Linked DNA regions of Mus musculus: region 2 is linked to region 1. A link is a contact called in public Hi-C data. All regions are on one chromosome and are shown on one strand. The core of a region is the stretch at or near the end of the contact, and the rest is flanking DNA. Distances in the headings are between cores, read along the strand shown. Region 1 has its middle 60 kb from the start of Diaph2. Region 2 holds the start of Diaph2 (diaphanous related formin 2).

Region 1 (6,659 bases), core at 2,997-5,496:
TATTGTAAAAGGAGAGAAGTATGGGTCAAACTTTAAGACATTCTGAAAAGTAAAAACTTATGAAGACAGTATAAAGACCAGTAGAAACAAGGAGAGTTGACTAGGGTAAATCTAGAGGCCATTTAGAGCAGAGAGAATTCTATATGGTACTCTAATTGTGGGTCTACATCATCGCATATTTGTTCAAATTCACAGAATATATCACCAATATATAGGGAAATGCAAATCAAAACTACCCTGAGATTCCACCTCACACCAGTCAGAATGGCTAAGATCAAAAATTCAGGTGACAGCAGATGCTGGCAAGGATGTGGAGAAAGAGGAACACTCTTCCATTGTTGGTGGGATTGCAAGCTTGTACAACCACTCTGGAAATCAGTCTGGCGGTTCCTCAGAAAATTGGACATAGTACTACGTACTACCGAAGGATCCTACAATACCTCTCCTGGGCATATATCCAGAAGATGTTCCAACCGGTAAGAAGGACACATGCTCCACTATGTTCATAGCAGCCTTATTTATAATAGCCAGAAGCTGGAAAGAACCCAGATACCCCTCAACAGAGGAATGGATACAGAAAATGTGGTACATTTACACAATGGAGTACTACTCAGCTATTAAAAAGAATGAATTTATGAAATTCCTAGGCAAATGGATGGACCTGGAGGGCATCATCCTGAATGAGGTAACCCAATCACAAAAGCACTCACATGGTATATACTCACTGATAAGTGGATATTAGCCCAGAAACTTAGAATACCCAAGATATAAGATACAATTTGTAAAACACATGAAACTCAAGAAGAATGAAGACCGAAGTGTGGACACTTTGCCCCCTCTTAGAATTGGGAACAAAACACCCATGGAAGGAGTTACAGAGACAAAGTTTGGAGCTGAGACGAAAGGATGAACCATCTACGAGGGGATCCATCCCATAATCAGCCTCCAAATGCTGACACCATTGCATATACTAGCAAGATTTTGCTGAAAGGACCCTGATATAGTTGTCTCTTGTGAGGCTATTCTTGGGCCTAGCAAACACAGAAGTGGAAGCTCACAGTCAGCTATTGGATGGAACACAGGGCCCCCAATGGAGGAGCTAGAGAAAGTACCCAAGGAGCTAAAGGGATCTGCAACCCTATAGGTGGAACAACAATATGAACTAACCAGTACCCCCCGGAGCTCGTGTCTCTACTTGTATATGTATCAGAAGATGGCCTAGTCGGCCATCAGTGGAAAGAGACACCCATTGGTCTTGTAAACTTTATATACCTAAGTACAGGGGAACGCCAGGGCCAAGAAGTGAGGGGGAGGAGGAGAGTGGGGGGAGGGCATGGGGGACTTTTGGGATAGCATTGGAAATGTAAATGAAGAAAATACCTAATTTTTAAAAAAGGAAAAAAATGGGGTACAGATCTAAACAGAGAATTCTCAATAGATAAATCCCAAATAGCTGAGAATCACTTAAAGAAATATTCAATGTTCTTAGCCATCAGAGAAATGCAAATCAAAGCTACTCTGAAATTTCATCTTACACCTGTCAGAATGGCTAAAATCAATAATAATAAGTGACAGTTCTTGTTAGTGATGATGTAGAGCAAGGGGAACACTTCTCCATTGCTGGTGGGAGTGCAAACTTGTAGAGCCACTATGGAAATCAATATGTCACTTCCTCCGAGAATTGGGATTTAATCTACCTCAAGACCCAGCTAATACCACTCTTGGGCATATATTCAAAGGAGTCTCTATCCTACCACAAGAACACTTGCTCAACCATATTCCTTGCAGCATTTTTCATAGTAGCCATAAACCAGAAACAACCTATATATCTTTCAGTGGAAGAAGGAATAAAAAATGTGATGAATTTAGACAATTTAATATTACTCAACTGTTTAAAAAATAACATCAGGAAATTTTCAGGGAAATTGGTGGAACTAAGAAAAATCGTCTTGAATGAGGCAACCCAGATGCAGAAAAAATTACAGTATTTATTCACTTTTAAGTAGATATTAACCATCAAGTTTTAAATGATAAGTGATAATATGCAAACACAAAGAGGTTAGGTAAAGAGGAGGCCACGGGGGAACATATTGATGTTCCTGGGAAGGTGAAATAGAATAGATTTTATTGGTGTACTGGAGACAGGTGGAGATAGAAGCAAGAGGTATCAGGTGGGGGAGGGGAGATCAGGGAGAGAGTGCAAGGAAAGACTGCTGGAACTGGGAGGTGTTTTTGGGGAGCTGGGGTACTGTACCTACTTAGTGCAATGGATACTTCCTGAAATCTATGAGGGTGATCCTAATGAGGACTTCTAGTAATGGAGTATATGGAATCTCAACTGGCCATTTCTTGTAGTCAGGCAAGATTTCCAGCAGAGGGCCTGGGTTGCATTCCATTGACGTTTTGGCCAAGAGAATCCCATGGAAAGCCCCATACAATCTCGGCTGATGCTAAGATAAATAGTTGCTCTCTACAAACCAAGGGCCAAATTGTCAAGGACAAAATCTCCATAAAACATGGAACATCAAGAAGTCGAGCTGGTATCTGCATGGACTGTTCACCACTAAGTTCTAGTCCCTTTGGTGCAGGATGGTGCTCTGCAGGCTACCAAGAAAGAAATGTGGACAGTAACCCAACCTTTGACCTATACCTGCAAAATATACTACAGCAATGGTGGCACAAAACTTACAGGAGTAGCCAACATCTAATTTGACTTAAGGCCTACTAGCTAAAATGTAACATGTACTTGACAGTGCTTGGGTAACCAAGAACCAGAGCCTGGATATCCCAGAGAACTAGAATAAAAGCAAACACAATTTGTCTAAAACAAATATCCTAAAATGATTCCTTAATGATATTCCACTATAATCATATATTGGTGTTTTATGCTTCCTCTTGCAGCAGATGGAAACAGATGCAGAGACCCACTGCCAGACATTATTCAGAGTCTAAACGGGAGGTTTCCATCAAATCCCTTTCCTTAGACCTCAGGGGATCCCGTGGAAGTGGAGGTGGAAAGACTGTAAGAGTCAGAGGAAATGGAGGACACCAGGAGAACATGGCCCTCTGAATCAACAAAGCAAGGTGCATATGAGCTCAGAGATAACAAAGCAACAGGCACTGGATCTACTAGGGACTGTATAGCACCTCTACATGTATATTACCACCATTGGCTTAGTTTACTAGGGGATTCCAGACTGTGAGAACAAGTGAGCCCCGGATTCTTGTGCCTGCTCTTTGAGACTCTTTTCCTTCTGTTGGGTTGCTTTATACAACTTGAAAATGATGGGGTTTGCTTCACCTTATTATATTTTATTCTGTCATATTTTGTTGTTATCTTATAAGCCTTTTTTAGAAAATTAATTCCAGAAAGGGAATTCTGGATGGGACAGGAAGTACCAAGGAAAGTGGGAGGAGTAGAGGGAAAGGAAACAGTAATCAGGATATATTATATGAAAAAATAACATATTTTCAAAAAAAGAAAAAAATAAACATAAATAAATAAAAATTGGGGCTGGAACGGTGGTTCAGTGGTTATGTGTGGAGTAGTGGACCGTGCCACCAGACAGAAAACTTGGTAAGGTTGAGCAGATTCAGGAACTCTGGAGTTTAAGTCTTCTCCTCACCATGTTCCTGTCCTGTATCATGTGATCACAACACCCCATTGAGAGGACTGTGACAATCAGTAGGGATAGCACCTGAAGTTTTTCCACATGCAGATGAGGCATCCCTAACATCTCAGACCAAGCAAATAGAAAGAAAGCCTCTGCCTCTAGATCCCAATGCACCTCAAATGTTTGTTAAGATCCTGTATATGAAGAATAAAGTGCAGAAGTTATTTCACCAAAGATCCTCTGAGAGTGCCTGTCTTATTGAGCTGTAACACTCCAGGGAAGATCTTATATTTTCTCCTGAAGCTGTAGTCTCTGGACTAAACACCTGGCCCAAACAGTGGGGTGTATCAGCATAGCCACAGCCACTTCCTGTTCAGTGGCCTGACCTTGGCCCCCTAGCCTGCTGCATCCTGCCACCTGGCACCAACTCAGAGGCAGTGGCAGCCATGGAAGAGGTGCAGCAGCCTGCTTTGCTCAGGCTTCCCCTCAAAGAGTTGTAACTCTTAGCCACTCCAACCGGCCAGAGCCCTGTGGATCTCTGCAGACAGCACCCAGTACACAGACCCACAGTTAAGTGCATGTACTAGTTTTACAAAGGACAAGTCCTCAGCACCTGTGCCCAGGCATCTCATAACTTCCTGTAACTCCAACTCAAGACAATCCAATCCTGCGGGGTACTACACTTACATGCATATATGCCCACCACCACATACACACACACACACACACACTCACACACAAATTAAAATAATTATTACAAAAAGAGTATCAGAAAACAAGAAATTAAATGCCAGGCTTGGTGATACACACCTCCAATTCCAACATTTGAGTGGTAGAAACAGCAGGATCATGACTTCAAGGTCAGAGTGAACTACTTAAATGAGACCCTATTTTTTAAAACATAAATAGATAAGAATTGGCAATATTTTTAAAGCATACCCGTTTTATTAATATTCACCAATTCAGGCTGACTATATTGCTCAGTGAGAAAAGGTACTTGCTGCCAAACCTGACAACTTGAATTGGATACCTAGAATCCACATGGTGGGAGGAAGCACTGACTTATAACAATTGTCCTCTGATTTCTACATGCCTGCTCTGCCTTGCATGGACCTACACTATACAACCTATTACACTAACTATAATAATTGTTATTATTTTTAATAAATGAAATGTCCATCAACTTTCAAGTAAAATGACACCTATGTTGTTTGAATTATCTAATAGTGACATTAAATATCAATACATGTCTGAAGCTGTCCTTATTTCCTACTACATTGAGCAGGGCTCTTTAGGAAGCTACTTTCACAATATGATGAGGTACATATTGTTTTAGTTCCTGTTCTATTATGAAGAGGCATCATGACCAAGGCAACTTAGAGAAGAAAACATTTAATTGAAGGCTTGCTTGAAGTTTAAGAGGGTTCCATCATGGTTACAACCAAGCAGTGATTGTGCTGAAGCAGAAGTGGAGAACTTTATATACTGATCCATAGGCAGCAGACACAGAGGTGGTAGACAGATGGGGGCCATGGGAGGAAGAAGGAGAGCGAAAGGGAGAGGGAGTGGAAAAGGAAGAGGAGGGAGTAGGAGGGAGAGGGGGAAGGAAGAGGGAAGTGGGGGTCTTGGCTTGGCGAGTCATAAGCATTTGAAACCTCAAAGCCCACTCCTGGTGACACACCTTCTCCAATAATGCCACACCTCTTGATCCTTCCCAAATAGGTCATCAGCTGGGAACATAATAGACTGGCAGTCATTCTCATTAAACCACCATTCTTATCTTTATAAGTCTACTTTCATCCTACTACTCTGTCATGGTATACCATTCCTTTTCTCCTGGATCCTGAGTGTGTGTGTGTGTGTGTGTGTGTGTGTGTGTGTGTGTGTACATTTGGCTGATTGGTAGGGTTTGATTTTATTGTGTAGGCTTCTTTGTTTTGAAATAGCACCTCACTATATGGACCTGGCTGGCCTGAAACTGCTACAAATACCAGGCTGGCTGGCTACAGACTCATAGAATCCCACTGGCCTATGAGTGGGCTTCCTGAATACTGGATCACCATGGCTAGTCTTGGTTGACTGTTTTCTAAGACAAGTCTCACCTTATATCTTAGGCTAGCATCAAAGTTATTACTAACCTCCTACCTCAGGATACCTGGTATTATAATCCCAGATATAAGATAATGTGTTCAAAAAACTGTATTTTTCAGCTGAAGACTTAGTAGTTAGGCCTGAGGCCAGATTTTTTTTATGTATGAAATGAACTAACATGGCAGCTGTAGCCTTGGGGTAAGAGATGGTAAGCTTGCTGCTATTAAAGCTACAGTTAGTCAATATCAGAGATCTAAGGAAGATAAATTAAATTGGAGGTACAACCCAAATGGCATATTTATCATTTAAAATGAGAGAGAATTTCCCACTACCTAGACGGTTGCTCTAGGCTTCCGTCATCTCAATGGTTTTTTTAGGGGTGTGCAGTAAGTTAGTCTTCAGCTGTCATACTGGACAGAATTTAATCTTAAATTGCCACATAGAGCAGTAATGGCCTTTGGCTGCTGGACTCAGGTCTGAGAAATTGTCCTGTGGAGAAGGAACTTCAGGGGCTAACCTACTTTGACCAAGGAGAGTAGAACAATCACCCCAAAACATGTGCACAGTTGGGCAGAGCACTAGTAGAAGGTGAAGTGTGGTGCAGCTTTTCCCAGTAAAAAGTGTTACCAAATTCAGGTGGAATTATTGTACCCTATCTATCTTTGGAGGCCATAGGATTCCCACTAGAAAGGGACATGTCTATTATGGCTAGCTTTTGCTCATTAAACACTTTAAATGCCATATTTAGCAAATCTCTGAAGAGCATGAGAACCATCTATCAGGTATATCTAAACTTAAGCTTAACATTGAAACTACAATAACTTGTATGCTAATTATCTTTAGCAGTTTATAATAAAATAGTAGTTTATATAAGATTAGGATTTTACTACTTTATCCATGTTAAGTTTAAGCCTTAAATATTTGAGTTCAAGACTTAATTGAAGCTCCTTCAGC
Region 2 (6,659 bases), core at 2,498-4,997, 59 kb after region 1:
AGAACTTGTGGTTTTCCCCAGGCCATGTGCTTCTGCTCTGCTTTTCTTCTTCTTCCTCTTCCTCTACATCCTCTCCCTCTTCCATGTGCTCCTTCCTCTCCCTCCCTTCCAGGCTACCTTCCCTTTAATCTGCCCAATCATCAGCTCGCCTTTATTTTACAAATTACAGTGGGAAGCAGGTTTACAGGAAATCACCTGAGTGCTGACTCATTCCCTGTTCACACAACCACTCACTGGAGAATGGAATTAACATCAAATATAATTAGCCCCAGGGCTTCCACAACAATCAGTAAACTGGAGAACGACATCAAAATAATCTGAAGGTCCAATTGATTCCTTTACGAATTTTTGTAGCACTTTAAGCTTCCAAGTCAGAGGAAGCCAAATTCAACATATCCAAGAAGACACAATTATAAACTTTAAAGTGAAGAATTCAGCACAAAATGCTGTTTTCAGCATAACTATCGTCTGGTTTAATGGCATGAACCTTAAGTTTTCAACCATATGAAACAATGTGGCAAAGTTATGAGCACTCAGTGAAGCTGGGAAGAAAGACCTTTCACTATGTGTTTTTAAAAGGCTGACTACTCTTGAGTTCAATTTAAAATTCTGATAGTGGCATCTACTAAAACTCAATGCTAGAGGGGACAAATAACAGGGAGGAGACTTTTCACAGATGATTTTGCTGCATTCCGTGAAGGTTTAATTACCAGAGAATTTTTATTAGGATAGCTATTGGGCTTTTTGTTTGTTTGTTTGTTTGGTTGGTTGGTTACTGCTCTGATTTCCAAGTTGTTTTGCATTCTGTAAGTACTGTTTTATCTGTAGTATGCAGTATTTTAAACAAACATACACCTAGAGTTTCTCTAGGAAGATGTATATGACATTATAGCAGAAGGTCTGGCACCTCTTCTGCCTGTGTTTAACTCTGTATCACCTCTAGTTTGATATCAGCCATATAATATATGCTTAGCAAATACTTGTTTACTTTTAGTCATTCATTAACTTATTAATATTTTGCTGTGACCTTGGAGTTGTTTTTTTTCTCATTTTCCCCCTAATTTGTATTTCCTTTAATGTTTCTATGAATGACAGATTGTTTAGATGAAGATAATGGATGTCTTAAGGTCAGTCTGAAAAAAGATACTTTTCTTTCCTCCAATAGCTGATGTGGGACTTGATGCAAGAGGCTGGGGAACCAATGGGTCTAATGTATACTTTTAATAGTCTAGCTGATGGGTATATCTTCCTTTCTTCAGCACCAGAGAAAAGACATTTTTTTTTCACCCCACAAGCCTACGTGTGTGTGACAAGAAGGAAAATAAAATCACAGGAATGCAGGTGAAGTGAGATCAGCCCTAAGACAGCAGTTGGTGAAATGTTAGGTTAAGGGACAAAATACTCTTGCCTGAGGCTGCTGTTTTCTTCCTTGTGTGTTAGTTTCCAAGAGAGACCAATGACCCTGATTCGTGATTCTGTTTGTACATTTGCTTAACAATTTGCTTTTCACATTAGCTAGAGCAAAATGCTGAAAAATAAACAGCAAGCCTTAAGCCAGGGTCTGAGATGGCCACAATTGGTAGGTATTGATCTTGTTTCATATGTATATGTATATATATATATATATTTATTTATTTATTTTTGAGACAATGTCTCACTATGTAACCTTGGCTAGCCTGGACCTTGCTATGCAGACTAGGCTGGCCTCAAATAGAGATCTGCCTGCCTCTGCTTGCCCAGTGGGCCAGTATGCTCTGCTGCATTGCCTTGCAACAATCCCCCACCTTTGTTTTCTTAAATTATAGGGTTTCTGCAAAAATCTATCTTCAGTCCCTTTGCCTGCCTAGAATGCTTTCTGTGCCTGTTTTGAAATTGGTCAATACATTAAAAAAAATATCTTCCCCAATAGTTGGAGAACTCTATGACAATAAGCTACATTTGTAGTACTTCGTTGGTCCTTCAAGGCTTTCAGCAGAACTTTAACAGCTCAAACCTTGTCTTCTGAGGGAAGGCGCTCTTGAGCTTCTGACATAGGTACTCTGGGAGTTTCCTGTTCACGTAGTTTTTGTCCCATGATGCAGTTCTTTCAGCCTGTTTCTTCCAATAGCCTAAGGGACAGACATGAGGTCAGCTTTAGCCTTCCAACTCCAAGACCCTCACTTTGACCTATACCCACATTTCTTCTACAGGAAGTACGTGTAGGTGTTGGAATACCATTCAGTATCTTTCTGTAAAACCTATTGTGTTTTTACTCTTTTTTAGGTGGAATGAAATTTAGATTCAGTTGTGTATGTGCGGAATGCGTCAAATTGAAAATACACATCTAATTTGTAGTTAAGTATGATCTTCAAGAAAGCAAAGGTATCTCGGAGCTTCTGTCCTTTGTATTGAGAGCATGAACTCCTCTGCTGCCTTCCTTGGGTAATTGGCTACTTTGGTAACGTAGACAGCCTGTCCACAGGATTAAAAAGAAACTTAATGATAAAGACAAAAGCTGAGACTTGAGCGCTTTTGAGATATCTACAATTCTTTTGCTCTATTATTCAAGTTATTTATGTCATTGCACTCACATGATGGCCAAATTTATCATACTGCATTCATTCTGATAAAAGTTTGTTTCAGCATAACTTCAAATTGAATTGGAGAAGGCCAAATGGTCTCACAGCCCAAAGTTATCTTCGTCACTAGTAGGGTTATAGACATGGTTATAGACTTGGTGTTTAAGTTTCTAATACAAGTGGCTTCCCCACCACTTGGTCTCTAATTCTGTGATGGTTTGTTGGTTTGTTGAAACCCCGCCTTTGTAAGGTTCCTTTGGAAACAATGGGAAAATCTACCTTCTGAGGATGAAATATTAGGTGCGGTGCCTTGAGAGAAGAGTATACGCTGCTCCCTGGTATTACACAAAAACATCAGTTGTCTAGAGATTTATCTTTTAAACAAAGTTTCAACACATAAAATCTTATGTACTACTCTTTGCAATAACCTTAAACCTAAACTAGCTTGGGAAATCGAAGATAGGATTCAGTCCAATAGTAAATTCTAAATAGGTGCTTTGGTTAAAAAGCTATCTATGGTAGGGGTAGGTTGGCCTTAACCAACAGCCTGCAAAGGAAGCAATGATTGTATTTTTTTGGGCCACAAGGCAATTGTGGCAAGAGGCACCCACTCTTTCCACTTTGGCCCATACAATCTGTCTAGGCAATTAATCAGAACTCCCTATGGTGGTTTTCTTATACTTTGCCAGTTGCCTTGCTAATTAAACCTGCCCACAGAATGAAGCAAGAGCACATCCCCTGAGGGCCTTCTGCCTAGGGAGGGTAGGGGTGACCAACACTAGTGAAAGCTGATACTTGTGGCCTAGCCAGTAAAATGCTCACAAGAATCCTCCTCACTCAGTTTCCCTATCTCTAAAATGGGTTCTCTCTCTCTCTCTCTCTCTCTCTCTCTCTCTCTCTCTCTCTCTCTCTCTCTCTCTCTCTCTCTTTTTACCCGTCTAGACTAGTTCCCTTCCTTTTGGTGCTAGACAACTAGGAAGTGAAATCAGTGCTTAACCACAGTAGAATGTCCTCTGGTAGGCTCCAGTCTTAGCCCAGGCGGCTCAGCTCCACGAGTAGGAAGCGGCTTTCGGAGCCCGCCCGGGCGACCGACAGCGGGCACTTTGATGAATCACGTGTGTCGAGGCCGTCTTAAAGAGATAGGCACCTACTTTTCCTCCACCCTAAACGCCGCCCCGAGGGCGGAGGCGACCGCGGTGATTGCAGCTGCTTAGGGGCAGGGCTTGCCCCAGCGCTGAGTGGTGGCACCGGCGTGGTTTGCGTCGGGGTTGCCTGGGCTTGGGGAGACCCGGTGGCCTGGGAGCGGCGCTTGGCGGGCAACCCTCTCTGTCCGTGGACGCGGGACATTCTTAGCGCTCCGAGGGGTGTTTGCCCTTGAGGAGACTTGGGGTTTCTGGGCGGCAGGTGACAGGGCCAGAGAAAGATGGAGGAGCTCGGGGCGGCGGCGTCGGGAGCCGGAGGCGGCGGCGGTGGCGGCGAGGAACACGGCGGGGGCCGGAGCAACAAGCGAGGCGCGGGGAACCGGGCCGCCAACGAAGAGGAGACGAGAAACAAACCCAAACTGGTAAGTCTTCCCGCAAGCCCCGCTGGTCTCGGAGACCCGAGATCCCCGGATCGTCCTGCCCAGGAACACGCCTGGGAGCCGGCCCTCCCCTCCCGGCAGCAGCCGTGATCTCGCCGCACAACTCAGGGAACGGAGACGGCGTGGGGGCGGAAGAGCACCCCTTCTCCACTTTATCCGGCCTTCTCTCTCGGGTCAGCTTGCGGAGGAGAAAGGCCCCACCCCAACTTGGGGACACCCTGCGTCGCGTCCTAGAGTACTGGGGTAGGGCTGTTTGTCTAACTTGTGGGCGCGAACCTTCTTTGCGGGATTCCATTTCCCTCCCACCTCTTGTCAGTTGCTGTTTGGTCCCTTAACACTTGGGGTCCCGGGCAGGGGAGCCTCCCTCCTCTCCGTTTCGAGCGCATCGGAGCCCACTCATAGCTAAGGAAATCAAGACAAGCACCACATAGGTTCCTAGCTCCTTCGACTTTGCCAGAAATCGGAGAAAGAGGCGCCTGCGTGCGTTTGTTCCCCCCACCCCCCATGTGCTCACCCAAGAAACATTTCTTTGGAAGTCTGGGACTTGGGGGGAGCGTGGGAGGAGTTGGAGGCTGGGTAACCCCGCCAACCCCCCCCCCCCCCCTGCATCCCAGCACAGCATTTCCACTTGGTTGAGAATGCTCAGAAGCAGTTATGTTCCCCATACTTGTCTCACAGTCCTGACAGTGTGGTCCAGTAGTAGCTCATTTCCTGCTGAGGCCAGAAATCGATGGGGCCTGGTATTGGGTTGGGAAATACTGGGGTTTCTTCAACTCATCAGTTAAAAGGGTTCCTCTTTTGGTAAACTTTCTAATTTCAGTGGCATGAGGAGAAAGGAGTTTCCTGCAGAGATTCAGCAGGCAAACTTTTGAGCCTCTCCTGAGCCTTTTGAACAGTAGAATCCTACTCCACATCCCAAGTACAAGTCCATGTCGCTCGTCTACATTTCAGTTGTAAACAACAACTTGATTATAGTAGAAGAGAGGGTGAGACTGTGACATGCAACTCAAACCATTTCCTGTGGCATCTGGCCACTTGGTCTGGACTTGCACTTCTCTTCTGGCTCCGGTTTACTTTCCTATTATGGACCGTCCATACGGGAAAACAGGGCTCAAATATTAGGACATATGAAATCTTCCATTATGTGCGAACGGACTTGGGCTAAAGTAATCTTTCAACTTTAAAATCTCATCAAAACCTGAGACAAATCTAGAAATCACTTCCCTAATGTGTCCTATTACCCCAAGCACTTACAAATAAAGAAACTGAGTCACAGTTCTTTTGACTTGTCTGCAATATTTATCACAGTGATGAGGGCTCACACCATCCTGGATTCAAGAAAAACAGTTCTGAGTTTATTGTTCGAGTTGAATGTATTTCAATTTGTTTCTTTTCTTTTTGAGATAGGGTATCTCTATGAAGTCCTGGCTGTTCAGGACCATGCTATGTAGACCAGGCTGACCTTGAACTCACAAAGAGCCTCCTCCGTGGGTCTCCTGAGTGCACGAGTCACTGCCTCAGCCAAGCAGTCAAAAGTTTTGATAATGTGACTTTGAAATGTACTAGTTTGTGGTAAGAGAGTGAGCCTACTTCTGTTTTCCCTCTCCCCTTACTTAGCCCAGTATAAACTGTAGTAAAAAGTTTAAAAATAAAAGTTAAGGAATAGTTTCCATAAATAGTTTTATACATTTAGCAAGAATCTCCCAATTTTCAATATAGTAAAGGAAAAGCATTTATCTCTAGTAGTAATAACATTTACTCTTTGGCTATTCGTCCTATTTCATCTTTTATGTTTTAGTTGATTTGACAAGGTAACTAGGTGATTATGAGATAGTATCACTTTCAGTTCCTAGCTAACTAACTTCACTGTTCTGTAGTTATCCCAGCTTGATACAACAAATCAAGTACTGGAACCCAGAGCGCAATACCAACATGAGTTTCTTTTTTTCTACTCATCTATAACTTTTGAGCTTTATGTGATTTCCTGAAGCCAATGTGTCACAGCTAATAAAAACAGGAATTGAATATGACTCATTTTAATGCAAAGAGTTTGATCAAATAACAAGTTTTGGTAAACTTGGGATTCTTAAAGTTTTGAAAGTATGATAAGACCTTTTAGAAGATTTATTTATTTATTTATTTATTTATTTATTTATTTATTTATTTGATGTATGTGAGTACACTGTCACTGTCTTCAGACACACCAGAAGGTGGCATTGTATCCCATTACAGATGATTGTGACCCACCATATGGTTGCTGGGAATTGAACTCAGGACCTCTGGAAGAGCAGTCTCTTAACCACTGAGCCATCTCTCCAGCCCCCTTAGACTAAATTTTAAAAATATTAATGCTATGTATTATGCTTCACTGTGATAATTCCAAATTTTGAATGTGTGTAAAGGAGTTGTATGTGATTATAAAACAGCCTTATGGCAATATAAGTTATTTGTCTGGGTTATTGTATTATTAGGGGCTCAAAACTCCTTAAATAAAAAAAAGGGGTATATGTTTATTTTTC

Evidence for each region. A called contact is a pair of places that touch in the nucleus more often than the background predicts.
Region 2: a Hi-C map of DN3 thymocytes shows a contact between it and region 1, with 2.5 times the contacts expected there. The contact joins the promoter of Diaph2 here to the enhancer-like site in region 1. A contact is called at or near these places in 1 of 39 promoter capture datasets (macrophages), 2 of 484 Hi-C or Micro-C datasets (DN3 thymocytes and bone marrow-derived DN3 thymocytes) and 2 of 115 datasets of contacts at active chromatin or transcription factors (both in embryonic stem cells).

Annotation. Positions count from the first base shown.
Region 1 is chrX:129,686,850-129,693,508 of GRCm38.p6, forward strand. No RefSeq gene overlaps it. Among named protein-coding and RNA genes, the nearest start is that of Diaph2, 60 kb to the right of the region's middle. Within about 2 kb of position 4,247, at least 28 of the 459 cell types and tissues checked have an H3K27ac peak or open chromatin away from gene starts, as enhancers often do. A contact at or near this core is called in DN3 thymocytes, where this site is marked.
Region 2 is chrX:129,745,995-129,752,653 of GRCm38.p6, forward strand. Diaph2 (diaphanous related formin 2) reads left to right here and starts at 3,748. Exons shown (of 27, transcript NM_172493.2): 1 at 3,748-4,122. The coding sequence starts at 3,982.